2 separate regions of the Macaca mulatta genome follow, and region 1 is linked to region 2. A link is a contact called in public Hi-C data. All regions are on one chromosome and are shown on one strand. Each heading gives the region's core, a stretch centred on a gene start, on an enhancer-like site or on the middle of the called end of the contact. The rest is flanking DNA. Distances are from core to core; before and after follow the strand shown. Region 1 holds the start of EIF4A1 (eukaryotic translation initiation factor 4A1). Region 2 holds the start of CTDNEP1 (CTD nuclear envelope phosphatase 1).

Region 1 (7,764 bases), core at 3,193-5,692, 320 kb after region 2:
AACATGGTGAAACCCTGACTCTACTAAAAATATGAAAATTAGCTGGGCGTGGTGGTGGGTGCCTGTAGTCCCCAGGAGGCTGAGGCAGGAGAATCGCTTGAACCCCCGAGGCAGAGGTTGCAGTGAGCGGAGATAGTGCTGCTGCATTCCAGCCTGGGTGACAGAGTGAGACTCTTTCTCAAAAAAGAACGAAAAAAAAAAAAAAAACCCGAGAGGAGGAGTTTGGAGACATTCTAGATAACTGAAGGCATGGAGGTTCCCGCAGGATGGCCTCCAGACCTCTTCCCAGTACCTTGCCCTGTGCATCTTTTCATGGCCTCCAGGCCTCTTCCCAGTACCTTGCCCTGTGCATCTTTTCATCTGTACTCTGTACTACCCTTTGTAATAAACTGGTAAATGTGTTTCCATGAGTTCTGTCAGCTGCTCTAGCAAATTAATCAAATTCAGGGAGGGGGTCATGGGAACGCTGATCTAACTAGTTGATGAGAAGCACAGATAAAAAAAACCTGGGGCTTAGGACTGACATCAGAATTGGGGGCAGCCTTGTGAGACTGAGCCCTAAACCTGTGACACATTATCTCCAGGTAGATAGCGTTGGAATTGAATTGGGGGATACCCAGCTGTGTCCACTGCAAAATTGCTTGCTTGGTCATTGGTGGAGAGAAAGCCCCACACACTTCTTGGTGACCACAGGTTACAGAAGTATTTTGTGTTGTGAGAGTATAGTAGGAAAGATTTGTTTTTTCCTCCACAGGTTGGATGTGGGAAACGAAGAAAAAGATAGAAGTGGAGGATGATGCCTAGGTTTTTGGCCTATGTAACGGGAAAAGTGGAAGAGGAACAGGTTGCGGGAGGAAAGTCAAGAGTTCTGTGGTTTCCCTGCCCTCCCATTCAAAGGCCAGGAAATTTCTACAGCTAGGCAGGATGATTGGCTCTAGCATTCCTTAATTTCAGTCCTCAAATTCAAGAGCTTACACCCTCAGGGATCTTCTTCCACTTCTCCCAGTAGAGGGAAGGGTGGTGACACACAGTGCAAAACGTGTTGGCCTTCTTCATACTGAGTTTGAGTCCCACTTCTGTCATTTCTTTCTTTTATGACCTTGTGCAAGTCACTACTTTCCAAGCTGCAATTTCCTCATCTGTTAGGTTGAATGTGAGAACTTCCTGGTAGGATTGTTATGAGCATTAACTGAGTGTTTACTTTGTGCTGTATGTTGTTCTAAGTGTATTATGAATATTCACTAGTTTAATCCTCATAACAAATGGATGAGGTGTAGGTACTACTATTTTCACTCTCTGGCAGATAAGGAAACTGAGGTATAGAAGGTTATTAACTAGGTTGCCCAGTCATAAGCCAGTAAATGGAGGAGCTGGATTTGAATTCTGGCAAGCTGCAGAATCCTGGGCCTGGGTTCTTAGCTGCTAAGTACTTCTCCCTTTAAAGTGTGAAAAGTGCCTGCCCATTATGGATTCTCAAGTGTTCGTTCTGCTGTCACCTCCATTGTCCGACCTTCCTCCCTTACCCCGAAGAGCCGAAACATGCAGATCCTGAGCTTGCCCACGATCTAGGGCCTGGGTCTTCTGTTCTTTCACTTGGCTCCCTTGCCTGTGTCTCTGTTCCTCTCTAGAACCTTCATGGCAAAAGGCAAGACTTCTGTGTGTTGTACCTGACCTGTGGCACTGTCTCTTTAGGTGGACATCTTCAATAAGGAGCTACTGCTAATCCCCATCCACCTGGAGGTGCATTGGTCCCTCATCTCTGTCGATGTGAGGCGACGCACCATCACCTATTTTGACTCGCAGCGTACCCTAAACCGCCGCTGCCCTAAGGTTTGAGGGGGTAGGAGAGAGATGGGCAAAACGTGGGGAGGTGCAGTGGCAAGGCATTGCAGGAAGAAGGGTGGGCTTTGGGCCTTTGAGGGGCAACCTGGGCATGATGTCTGCCACCACTACCCACCATACTGTGTTCATTTGGGAGATTCAGGGCATCACTTTCTCTCTCTCCCCACCCACGTAGCATATTGCCAAGTATCTGCAGGCAGAGGCGGTAAAGAAAGACCGACTGGATTTCCACCAGGGCTGGAAAGGTTACTTCAAAATGGTGAGTTTCCTGAGGAAGGGGTATAGGGTGTTGGTGGGGATAGTGGTAGAAGGCAGAAATTGAAGCCTTACCCCTGGGAGTCTCCATGTGAAGGGCCTGCTTTTTTTCTCTTCCCTAGAATGTGGCCAGGCAGAATAATGACAGTGACTGTGGTGCTTTTGTGTTGCAGGTAAGCAGATGATGGGGCCACCTCCTCTAGCTCTGAAGTCAGTTGGGTTAAAGGGTTGGGAGGCTGTTCTGTATCCCCTCATTTGGCTCATAGTCAGTTGTGCAGCAGGAAGTAATCTGTTTTAGAACACCAAGACCCTGGCTTCACTGGTCCTCTTCTGGGCTTCTTCATCCCACATTGGGACTGGGTGTCTGGTCTTGGGCCTCTGGCCTTGATAGAGCTCCCTGCTAACCTCCAACTCAGTGTATTTTCTCCATCTAAAACATTCTATCGTGTACCAAGTAGGAACATTAGCTTTAGAGTCAGGCTGTTTTTGAACCCCAGGCTATGGGACCCTGACTCCCTTTGTATGTGAAGTGGGCATGTTCTCTGAAAGATGGAGACACATCTAACATGAAATGTGTAGCACAGGTCCTGACACAGGGGGTTTCTCATGGCCTGCTTTGTTAACACCCAGTATTGCAAGCATCTGGCCCTGTCTCAGCCATTCAGCTTCACCCAGCAGGACATGCCCAAACTTCGTCGGCAGATCTACAAGGAGCTGTGTCACTGCAAACTCACTGTGTGAGCCTCGTACCCCAGACCCCAAGCCCATTAATGGGAAGGGGGACATAGGAGTCCCTTCCCAGGAAACTCCAGTCCCTTTCCCCTCTCGCCTCTTCCCACTCAGTTCCCTTTGGTTTTTCATATTTAAATGTTTCGATTTCTGTATTTTTTTTTTCTTTGAGAGAATACCTGTTGATTTTTGATGGGCAGGGGGTGGCTACAGAAAAGCCCCTTTCTTCCTCTGTTTGCAGGGGAGTGTGGCCCTGTGGCCTGGGTGGAGCAGTCATCCTCCCCTTTCCCCGTGCAGGGAGCAGGAAATCAGTGCTGGGGGTGGTGGGTGGGCAATAGCATCACTGCCTGCCAGATCCTCAAACTTTTTTATATATATATATATATATATATAAATGCCACGGTCCTGCTCTGGTCAATAAAGGATCCTTTGTTGATACTTAAGTGGTGGTCTTCCTTAAAGGGCCTCAAATTAGTGGATGCTTAGCTCAGACCTTCCAGCCAGGCTCTTGAGACTAAAGGGGTCAGCTTTGGCCGGGCGCGGTGGCTCAAGCCTGTAATCCCAGCACTTTGGGAGGCCGAGACGGGCGGATCACGAGGTCAGGAGATCGAGACCATCCTGGCGAACACGGTGAAACCCCGTCTCTACTAAAAAAATACAAAAAACTAGCCGGGCGAGGTGGCGGGCGCCTGTAGTCCCAGCTACACAGGAGGCTGAGGCAGGAGAATGGCGTAAACCCGGGAGGCGGAGCTTGCAGTGAGCTGAGATCCGGCCACTGCGCTCCAGCCCCGGCGACAGAGCGAGACTCCGTCTCAAAAAAAAAAAAAAAAAAAAGGGGGTCAGCTTTCCATCCCTGGCTCAGACACTGCCAACACCATGTCTTCACCCAAACAAATCCCCCAGATAGGAGCAGAGGGGAGGAAGGAGGGAAAGTAGGTACGCCTCAAGAATAAGGGCGTCCGAGAGGGAAGCTGGGGAACTGGACACAAGGGACTGGGGAGGGGACCAGCCAGGATTCATGATAGTACCCCAAAGCCCTTTACAGTTTTCTTTCATCCCTCCATCCTCCAGCCAGGGAAATCCTCCTGTCCCTAGGATATCGCTCTTGATTCCTTCATCCTTGGCACACGTCCAGGCGGTGTCGAATCCATCTTTGCTACAGGGGAAAACAAATTAACATTTGAGTCCAGTGGGGACCGGGAGCAGAAGTAAAGGGAAGTGATAACCCCCAGAGCCCGGAAGCCTCTGGAGGCTGAGACCTCGCCCCCCTTGCGTGATAGGGCCTACGGAGCCACATGACCAAGGCACTGTCGCCTCCGCACGTGTGAGAGTTCAGGGCCCCAAGATGGCTGCCAGGCCTCGAGGCCTGACTCCTGTATGTCACTTCCGTACCGGCGAGAAAGGCGGGCCCTCCAGCCAATGAGGCTGCGGGGCGGGCCTTCACCTTGATAGGCGTTCGAGTTATCCAATGGTGGCTGCATGCCAGAGCGCCTAGGAACTAACGTCACGCCGAGTTGCCGAGCGCCGGCAGGCGGGGCCGGGGCAGCCAAGCCAATGCGATGGCCGGGGCGGAGTCGGGCGCTCTATAAGTTGTCGATAGGCGGGCACTCCGCCCTAGTTTCTAAGGATCATGTCTGCGAGCCAGGATTCCCGGTAAGAAAGACATTTGCAAGAGATTGTGGCTGCTTACCTTTCCGCCCCCCTTCCGACAGGCCGGCTGGGGCTAGCTGAGAGGCCCAGCAGGGTTGCGGGGGAAACCGAGCCGGGGGGGAGGTCCGACCTGGGGGGGCGAGGGGGAAGATCCACGGCCTCCGCGGCCACCAGGGTCGAAGCGGAGGGCAGGGACAGCCCGGCTAGGGTCAGGCTTGCGAAGTTTGTTACGAGCCTTGACCCGAGGCGGTGCCGTGCGCGAAGCCCCGGCGCTGAGTGGCGAGACTGGGTCGCTACCTGGCGTGGGAAAGAAAGGTGGAGGCGGCCGCTACTGTGTGTGGCCCAGAGCCGGCAGGTCCGGTTGTCTCCCTGTGCCGGGGGAGGGACGGCGCGCGGGGTTCCGGAGGATTCTGACGGTACCACTCGCGAGAGGCGGGGGTGCCTGGTCCTCAGATCCAGTCACATCGTCGCGGCTAAAACACGGGTCGGGGAGAAGAAACCGGCCGTTCAGTGTGCTGGTTTTCTTGACGGCCAGGACTGAGCCTAACCCCGAGGAGCGGCCGCGTGAGGCACCAGGAGCCCACCCGGCGCCGGGCGGGCGGGTCCATTTTGCCGCACAAGCCGGGCTATTGGCAAACTGCGGATGGGCAGGTCCACTTTACTTCGGGGGTGAGCGGCCTGAGGTACGGGAGGGCGACGCTACTTCGCGACGGGGGCGGGCGGGAGGTGGATTGTTCCATGGAGGGGTGGGAGACGCCGCCGGGTGGTCGAGGGAGCGAGCACATGGTGGCTTGAGGCGTTCCCCTCCCCCAGTCTGCTTCGCTTCTAAGTGTTGTGCAATCTCCCCCTTTGCTAGCTCGGCTTGGGCTCATTGTGCGCGAGGCCGCCACCGCCCGCGGCCTCCCACATCCGGGCAACGCGAAGGGGGGTTCGGCTGGAGGGAGTGGGGGAGGGCGCGGGCGGGATGACGTGGGGGGAAGGGGATGTCCTACCCTCCGATCTGGGAGGTGAAGGGCGGGACTTCCGGCGCGCTGGTGCTGTGGTGGGAGGTGCACGCGCTGGGGCTTTAAGCGGCTGGGTCGGGCCCACGTGGACCTGGCGGCAAGCACCACCTCTGGGCGCCGTGAGCGCAGCGGCACGCCTGCCAGCCTGTCTTCAGAAAGGGTCCCCCTTATGTCGGGGGTTGCCTGGCCTGAGCCGCTGCCTGCATGGGGCAAAGGCCTCACGCAGTTTTATAGATACTCCTCCTCTGGGTACCTTTTGGGAAACGGTGGGAGTTGGATCTGGAAGAGCAGGTTGATGGCATCATGCAGGCCACTCCTGACACAGCCCGGTTGTCAGGATTTCTGAGTGCTTCGGTCTGGCAGGGGACAAAATTTGTGCTTTAAACCAACAGATCCAGAGACAATGGCCCCGATGGGATGGAGCCCGAAGGCGTCATCGAGGTGAGACTGGACAAATGAAATTGTGTCCTCCCTCATTACAACTCTCAGCCTTACAACTGTATAGAGTTAGAGTGGCGTCTTAGATTGATTTCCCAGCCCATCTAGAAGCAGCTGGTTTCCCTAAAGGGAGGAGGGGTTGTAAGCTTTGAGGGCTTTGGTTAGTAGGCGCCAGATCCTGTTCGCTCTGGGACTACAGCTCAGCCTCACCTTTTCCACGACTCAAACTTTAATTTCTTTGCATCCCATAGAGTAACTGGAATGAGATTGTTGACAGCTTTGATGACATGAACCTTTCAGAGTCTCTTCTCCGTGGCATCTACGCCTATGGTTTTGAGAAGCCGTCTGCCATCCAGCAGCGAGCCATTCTACCTTGTATCAAGGGTGAGAACTCTCAGTACCAGAAGACATTCTGGACTGTCCCTGACCTGGGTAGAGTGGCATCTGGTTGGTGGTGCCCATCTCATATCAGCCAGGGACAAAGCAACTCCTTGTTCATCCCAGCTTGGCTTCTGATCTGTGCCCATGCCTGGTTCATGCCTTGGACACATACGTTTCCTTTAAAGAGGTGGTATTGTAGCCAGCTTACACTTGTCTCTGCAGCCATAGTTCTAGTCCAGCTTGGTGTGCAACACTAGACGAGTTAATAACTGGTCCTTGTTTCTATCTGGTTCTCATTGTGTAACTGTGTTGACTGGTAAGGTAGTTTGTGAGCCATGAAATGCTTGGTTCATTGGCTACTTATTGGTCTCATTCACCTACATACAACTTGAATATCCCAAAGTGTATACTCTTTACCACATTTAACTCCTAATTTGTTTGTTTAGGTTACGATGTGATCGCTCAAGCCCAATCTGGGACTGGGAAAACGGCCACATTTGCCATATCAATTCTGCAGCAGATCGAATTAGATCTAAAAGCCACCCAGGCCTTGGTCCTGGCACCCACTCGAGAATTGGCTCAGCAGGTAAGAGTGGTTTCTGTTCCCTCCTTAAAGGCTGATTTAGGGATGATGGGCATAATCCAAGGACCAGAGAAGTGTTCTCTGATCACCACCTTGGGAGGAAGAGAGATGGGTGCCCTAACGCTCTCGAGACCTGCTGGGTTAATTAGAAGCTATTTCTTACCCAAATGTAACCATCACTTCCTCCACCCATTTCCTGAGTCAAATGGGAAGGCTCTTGGGTGAAGCCTGGCTGGCTGGGCAAGTTTGGTGGCTGTGTTCTGAATAAGCACCATCACCATGGGCTAAGAGACACCTCAGTGGTGGGGGTGCTATTATGGTAGAGCAGATGGACAGTGGACAGTTTTGTTGTTTGGTTTTTTATGTTTGGTTTTTTTTTTTTTTTTTTTGGGAGACAAGAGTCTGTGTCACTCAGGCTGGAGTGTAGTGGCGCTATCTCAGCTTACTGCAAGCTCCGCCTCCCGGGTTTACTCCATTCTCCTGCCCTCAGCCTCCCAAGTAGCTGGGACTACAGGCGTCTGCCACCACGCCCAGCTAATTTTTTTGTATCTTTTAGTAGAGATGGGGTTTCACCATGTTAGCCAGGATGGTCTCGGTCTCCCAACCTCATGATCCACCCGCCTCAGCCTCCCAAAGTGCTGGGATTACAGGTGTGAGCCACCACGCCCAGCCGGACAGTCCTTTTTTCACCTTGGCTTAATGCCTAGAGCTGTTTCATGCCGGGGGCACACACAATTCTAATGCTGGACTTTTTCTGGGTCATGCTGCGACACTCATCTCAACTAGAGTATTGAGGCTCAGCATGTTTTTTAAATGTTCTGTGGCAGGTGCAATGATTATTCTGGGTGTGGATAATGTAAGAAGTTACAGCAGAGCTCCATT
Region 2 (6,698 bases), core at 3,042-5,541:
CTGGTCTTGTGATCCTCCTGCCTTGTGATCCTCCTGATCTTGTGATCCTCCTGCCTTGGGCTCCCAAAGTGCTAGGATTACAGGAATGAGCCACCACGCCTGGCCTTTTTCATGTAATCCTCAAAACAACCCTAATACTACTGTTATTCCTGTTTTAAGGTTGAAACTGAGGCCACACAGCTAGGAATTATCTTGTTTCTCTCCCTAATTAAAATGAAAACTCCATGAGAATATGATTTTGTCTAGATCATGGCTGTATTCCCAGTTCCCAGAACACTATAGCAAAAGTGGTCAGTTAATATTAGTAGAATCAGCCGGGCATGGTGGCTCATGCCTGTAACCCCAGCACTTTGGGAGACCAAGGCGGGCGGATCACAAGGTCAAGAGCTGGAGACCATCCTGGCCAACATGGTGAAACCCCGTCTCTGCTAAAAATACAAAAATTAGCTCGACGTGGTGGTGCGTGCCTGTAGCTCCAGCTACTCAGGAGGCTGAGGCAGGAGAATGGCTTGAACCCGGGAGGCAGAGGTTGTAGTGAGCCGAGATCAAGCCACTGTACTCCATCCAGCCTGTTGAGAGAGAGACTCCATCTCAAAAAAAAAAAAAAAAAAAAAAATAGTAGAATCAATGAAGTGATAGAGCCAGGATTATACCAATGTAGTTCAATCCAAGAACCTGCCCTCTTTTTTCTTTCTCTTTTTTTTTTTTTTTTTTTAAGTCTCGCTCTGTTGCCCAGGCTGGAGTGCAGTGGCATGATCTCGGCTCACTGCAACCTCCACCTCCCAAGTTCAAGCAATTCTGCCTCAGCCTCGTAAGCAGCTGAGACTACAGGTGCGTGTACCACACCCGGCTAATTTTTGTATTTTTAGTAGAGATGGGGTTTCACCATATTGGCCAGGCTGGTCTCAAACTCCTGACCTCATGATCCACCTGCCTCGGCCTCCCAAAGTGTTGGGATTACAGGCGTGAACCCCCGGCCCGGCCGAACCTGCCCTCTTAACCATGATACTATCCTGCTACACTGAACAAAGAAATGACCCCCACAATGCAACCTTCACCCCAAGAATTATTTGTAGCAACTACCATCATCTCACATTGGGAACTGAGAGCCTCAGATTCCCTAGTGCACAGGGAGTAGGAGTCAGGAGGAGATTCCTGGGTCCTTAATGGGAATATAGAATAAGGGAATCCAGAGGTTGTCAGGTCAGCTAAGTTCCTCTGGCTAGAAGCCACCAGGCCTATTTTAACCAGCCACCTGTCCACTTCTGTCTCTTGTAGCCAAGTCACAAGTTCAGAGAACCTCAGCCCTCTGAACAGTCCCCTTATCCTGGTACCCAGGGCGAGGCAAAGAACACTGGAAAGCCCCTGCCAGGCTGACTGGCAGGGTTTGGAGAAGGCCAGAGTGAAGTCAGGGCCGTAAGTGAGAGGTGAATAAGGGACAAGGACGTCACCACCTCATCCTTCCAGCTCTGCTTCTCCAAGCGTTCTCTAGAGGTTCCTATTTCCTAATACGCACATCTCCCTATGCAAAGCCTGGCAATTCCCTCCTCCACACTTTTCTTCAAAGGCACAAAGCCTCTTCAGTGCATACCTAGGCCCCAAGCCACACCAGAACCAGGATCTCCCTTGTAAACCCAAAGGGCTCTGTCCTGCTAGTCAAGATCTGCCCTTCTTTTCTCCCTGGGCCATGATGAGGTCCGAAACAGCTCCGGTGTCCAGCCTTGCTATCTCGGGTTGCATATGCTGGGCATGTAGGGAATGCTCCAAGCATCTGCCAGAAAGGGGGTGGGGAAAGAAACCAGATTGGAAGGGAAGGGAGGACAAAAGACTGTGGGGTCAGTGCTGCCCAAAGGAGAGCAATTTTGGAAGTAACCTGTGGATGAGCTGAAGCACCACTCCCCATACCCAGAAAACTGATGTGTTAGAGCGAGAACGTCAGAGAAGATGGCAGTCAACCCATAAAGAAAACCCCAAGAGGCCAGGCGCAGTGGCTCAATCCCAGCACTTTGGGAAGCTAAGGCGGGCAGATCACTTGAGGTCAGGAGTTTGAGACCAGCCTGGCCAACATGGTGAAAACCCATCTCTACTAAAATTACAAGAATTAGCCAGGTGTGGTGGTGGGTGCCTGTAATTCCAGCTATTCAAGAGGCTGAAGCAGGAGAATCGCTTGAACCCAGGAGGTGGAGGTTGCAGTGAGCCGAGATCGCGCCACTGCACTCCAGCCTGGGCGACAGAGCAAGACTGTCTCAGAAAAGAAAAGAAAATCTCAGGAGAGAGCCCCACATATATCCCAGCATCTCTGACTCTAAATTTTTCTTGGCTCCTAGCTCGTCTCTGGGCCACAACCTAGAGCCACAACCATCCTGTACTGTTCGCGCCCTGAATCAGGAAGTGGAAGCAGACTGGTAAAGTAGAGAATGAATCCAAGATCAGACCCATTCTCCCAAATCAGTTAAGTCAACCACCACTACCACTGAGGGCTTTCTGGAAATTCCCTGGACCCCAGGTCACCCCAACCTGGGTTTATTCTTTCAAACTGTATTGAGGTATGCTAAGGGATACAGACCAGAGTACAGACCCAGAACCTTTGTCTCTGCTTACTAAATTCTCCCCAGACTCCTTCCGAGGATTCTCCCTGGTGGTGGTGAGACCACAAGAGCACATTCATTTAAAAGTGCTGTTAGCTGAAGGAGCTCTGACCTTGGAGAAAAGCTAAGGAGGAGGGGACCCAGAGATGCTTGGGTCCATCCAGACAGTATCCCTCAGAATGCTAGGCTCTCCTGGACAAGCAAACATGTCCTCAGATTCAAGCCTTACAACTGACCAGCGCTGTCCTCTGACAGGGACACCCAAACTTTAATGGTGGGCACAGCACCCACCTTGAACTTCCTCCCACAATTAAAGAGGACCATCATAAAAGTATCTGCTTTAGTCCTCTAGAAATCCAGATACCTACACTCACACTATGAAATACATTTTCAGTCTTTTTGGAAGAGTTCCCTTAATGGGAACCTCAGGGGTTTCTCCTTCACACCCAGGGCCAAGTTCCAGTCCTTGTTTGTAACAAGCCCTCCCACCCACCTCCACCCTTGACACACAAGTCTGTCTGTCCCTTGTTATGGGACCAAACACCGAGGTTCCAAATAGGGTCTTTCACAAGCCCACATCAACAGATCTGGCTGTCATCAAACAGGTGTTCCCCGCCTCTCGGTTTCTTTAGCAACAACTCCAGCTTTCTTAAAAGAGAGCCCCACCCACCACCTTAGCCCCCAAGAGTTACCAAATCCTGACCCATCTAGCCCCATCAAAACCCCCAAGGGCTAGGTTCTATTACAAGGGTCTCCGTCCTCCCCAGCCCAAGCCCCGCATAGGGTGCCCAATTCTCTGGCGAGAAAAGCCCCAGTCAGGACTCCCTTCCTAGGCCCAAACAGAGGCCCGACACTCCGAAAACCCCTGACCACCACGGACAGACGTCCCCAACACCGCCAGCGCCCACCCTGGCTCACCGTGCGGATCTGCCTCCGCAAAAGGTAAATGAAGAAGCTCCAGAGCTTGGCGGCGAAGGCCACGAACGTGCGCAGCCCCAGCAGACACTGCGTCCGCATCATCCCGATGACCCCGGCACCGCCGGCCCCGGGGCCCCCGCGGCCCAGCTCCGCCAGCCCCCCGGGGGCAGCCCCCCGCCGCCGGGAGGGGGAACGGGGGCCCCGAGTGGCAGGAGAGGCTGCAGAGAGGGGCACGGAGCGGGCGGCTCAGAAAGCCACCCCTGGCGAGGGGAAAGCCCAGCGGAACGGGGAGCTGGGGGACAGGCGTGGGCAGCCCGCGGGGGCCCACATGGGCTGGGAGTGGCACCGACGGCTTCGGGGAGGTTGCGGGCCGAGACAGGTCGGGCTAGGATGGGGTCCTCCGAGACCAGGAGGGAAGGGGAAGGATAATTGGGGGAGGGGGCAGTGGGGGAGGGGGCTAGGGAAAAGGGAGGAAGGGAAAAGGGAGGGGGAGGGGAAGGGGGAAAGCGGAGAGTGGCCCGCTGCGCAGGCGCGCTAGGGGGCTGCCCGCAGGAACGGGGAGGGCGGGGGCAGTGGCGCGCAAAGGGCCGCGGCAGCGGAGAACGGCCCTGCAGAGCGAAGGAGCAGGGAAGGAGGGGGAGGGGGAGCCGAAGGGCGCGGAGCACTGGGCCGGAGCGGCCTCCCCCTCCCCAAGCTCGGGGGTCCTTTAGCCGCTGGGGAGCGGGGCTGCAGCCTCTGCAGCTGGGTTTCCCACTCTGACAGACGCCATTTTACCGCCCAAAGGACTCCCTCCTCCTGTCTTTCCCCCTCTCTTCCCCTTTGACACTGCTTCCGGTGGTGACGTGTATTCGCTTCACCGGGACTAAGTTCCCCCTGCGCGGTCTATGGGGGTAGGTATAAGGAAAGTCAGAAGCACTCCGAACGAGGCTGCAGTATTGCGCACGCGCAGAAGGTGGCCGCGGGGCGGGGCCTGAGGCGAAGCAGGCCCCGCCTCAAACTGCGTGGGCGGGGCGGAGGCCGTCACTTGTCCCCGCAGTTAGGACCCTCGCGGGGGGTTTATGGGTCCTCTTCCCCCTCCCACTGACAACTGCCCCAACTGCTCTTCCCGTCCCGGTCACAGTGAAGATGTAGAAGGGGTCGTTGTCCGTACGACTGTGCGCCAGGGCTCGGGGAGGGGCGCCCTCCTCGTGAGCGCCCCCCTGGGAATAGTGAACATAATCACCTCTCATTCCAGACTATGTTAGGTCTTAATGGTGGGAGGACGCTCGAGTGCCCCGCCCGTTTCACCCCGAGGGGGCGGGACAGTGGGTCGTGACGCTATCAGAGGGCGCCAGAGCAGGGACCGGACGCGAGTTGGGGATGTTGGACTCGCTGTTATCCTTGGGCGGCCTGGTGCTGCTTCGGGGTGAGAGCCAGCGGCACAGTGGGGTTCGGGTCTGGCTGAGGGGACGGAAGTGGAGAGGAAGGGCCATGGGTCACAGGCTAGGTGTGGAGATCGCGACGGGTTCGCGAGGGTGGTAATCCTAGCGCCCTCACACTCGATCCGTCCCTCGCTGTGCAGATTCCGTGGAGTGGGAGGGGCGCAGTCTCTTGAAGGCGCTTGTCAAGAAATCTGCACTGTGGTGAGTATCCCACGGTGTCTCCTCAGCCTACCCTGGATAGGGAACCTGTGCCCACTCTTTGACAGTCCCGCCTCATCTCTGCCTTAGTGGGGAGCAAGTGCATATCCTGGGCTGTGAAGTGAGCGAGGAAGAGTTTCGTGAAGGTTTTGACTCTGATATCAACAATCGGTAAGTACCAGTTGGAAAAGATTTGATTAAATTGGAGACGTCTATTGCTAAGGACATTTATTTATAACAAGCGCAGAACCTGGTATATAGTAGCAGTTCCTTAAATATTCATTGAAGAATTGGATATGGGTCTTTCAGGAGGCAAGACTTAGTAAGAGGAGTAATGAGGAGTGATGAGTATTTGGGGAATCCAAAGCAAAGCTCATAGAAGTTGAGAGAGAAATAGCCTGGAGATAGGGAGAACATGTGGGAAGGGTATTGCAGTAATCCATTAATCCAGGTTCGCTATTAAGGTGCATATGTACCGAGCACCAACTATAAACCCGGTGCTGTGCAAGATACTGGAGCTGGCAGTGAATGAGACAGACCTGTTCCTGGCCTAATGAATTTTAGGGAATAATGGTAGAAAGTGATAGAGACCTGGGCAGTAGAGATGGAAAGTTTAGAACACATGTAAAGGAGTTTAGTGGGTAGCATTTCCAGGATTTATTGACTAATGTGGGGGAGAAGAAAGTATTGAAATAAGGAAGTCCCTAAACCCAGCCACATGCCTGATCAGGAGACATTAAGAACCATTAGTAGGATGCTTTCTACTTCCTAGTCTGGGCAACTCAGTGAATGGTGATAGTAGTTTACATCTTATCTGTTGAGCCTCTAATTTTACATCAGCCATTGTTGTGATAGAGGTGGTGGTGTATGTTAAGATGGCATTCCATGGCCAGGTGTGGTGGTTCACGCCTTTAATCCCAGCACTTTGGGAGGCTGAGGCGGGTGGATCACCTGAGGTCGGGAGTTCGAGACCAGCCTGACCAACGTGGAGAAACCCCATCTCTACTAAAAATACATAAAATTAACTGGGCATGGTGGCACATGCCTGTAATTCCAGCTACTCGGGAGGCTGAGGCAGGAGAATCGCTTGAACCCAGGAGGCAGAGGTTGTGGTGAGCAGAGATCGTGCCATTGCATTCCAGCCCAGGCAACAAGAGCGAAACTCTGTCTCAAAAAAAAAAAAAAGAGGGCATTCCACAAGAGAACCAGAAGATAAAAAAGAGATATCTGGGGAAAAAAAAAAAAAGTTCTGCTACCTTTGCTGGTCTACCTTTCCTGAGCTGTTATTTTTTTCTGTAGTTGGTACTCCATGACTTAATTTTTTACTTTCTTTAAGCTGTTCTACAGGCAGGAACCAAGTCTCATGTCCTCTGCTTTCTCATTTTTTATCCAGAGTGATAAACTTTAGGTGCCACACTCAGGAAATATGTGATAATGGTGATAACTAACATTTATGAGGCATACACTATGTGTCAAGCACTGTGCTGAGTGCTTAGAGGTTGGCATCTCATTTCACCAATGAAGCAACTGAGTCTTAGAGATCATTTATCATTTAGCTGACCTTGGGCAACAA

Evidence for each region. A called contact is a pair of places that touch in the nucleus more often than the background predicts.
Region 1: a contact with region 2 is called in a Hi-C map of fetal cortex germinal zone, with 3 times the contacts expected there. The contact joins the promoter of EIF4A1 here to the promoter of CTDNEP1 in region 2. A contact is called at or near these places in 3 of 14 Hi-C or Micro-C datasets (blood, cortical neurons and fetal cortex germinal zone).

What each region holds. Positions count from the first base shown.
Region 1 is chr16:9,056,277-9,064,040 of T2T-MMU8v2.0, forward strand. It overlaps EIF4A1 (eukaryotic translation initiation factor 4A1), which reads left to right and starts at 4,443. Exons shown (of 12, transcript XM_077970278.1): 1 at 4,443-4,479; 2 at 5,012-5,159; 3 at 5,873-5,921; 4 at 6,170-6,302; 5 at 6,746-6,885. The coding sequence starts at 5,898. It overlaps SENP3 (SUMO specific peptidase 3), which reads left to right. Exons shown (of 11, transcript XM_015118514.3): 8 at 1,693-1,830; 9 at 2,018-2,101; 10 at 2,220-2,270; 11 at 2,728-3,264. The coding sequence ends at 2,838. LOC114673310 (small nucleolar RNA SNORA48) reads left to right here and starts at 6,337; the gene lies at 6,337-6,471.
Region 2 is chr16:8,734,017-8,740,714 of T2T-MMU8v2.0, forward strand. It overlaps CTDNEP1 (CTD nuclear envelope phosphatase 1), which reads right to left and starts at 4,292. Exons shown (of 7, transcript XM_015118443.3): 1 at 3,507-4,292. The coding sequence starts at 3,608. ELP5 (elongator acetyltransferase complex subunit 5) reads left to right here and starts at 4,826. Exons shown (of 8, transcript XM_077970162.1): 1 at 4,826-4,911; 2 at 5,068-5,128; 3 at 5,216-5,296. The coding sequence starts at 4,866.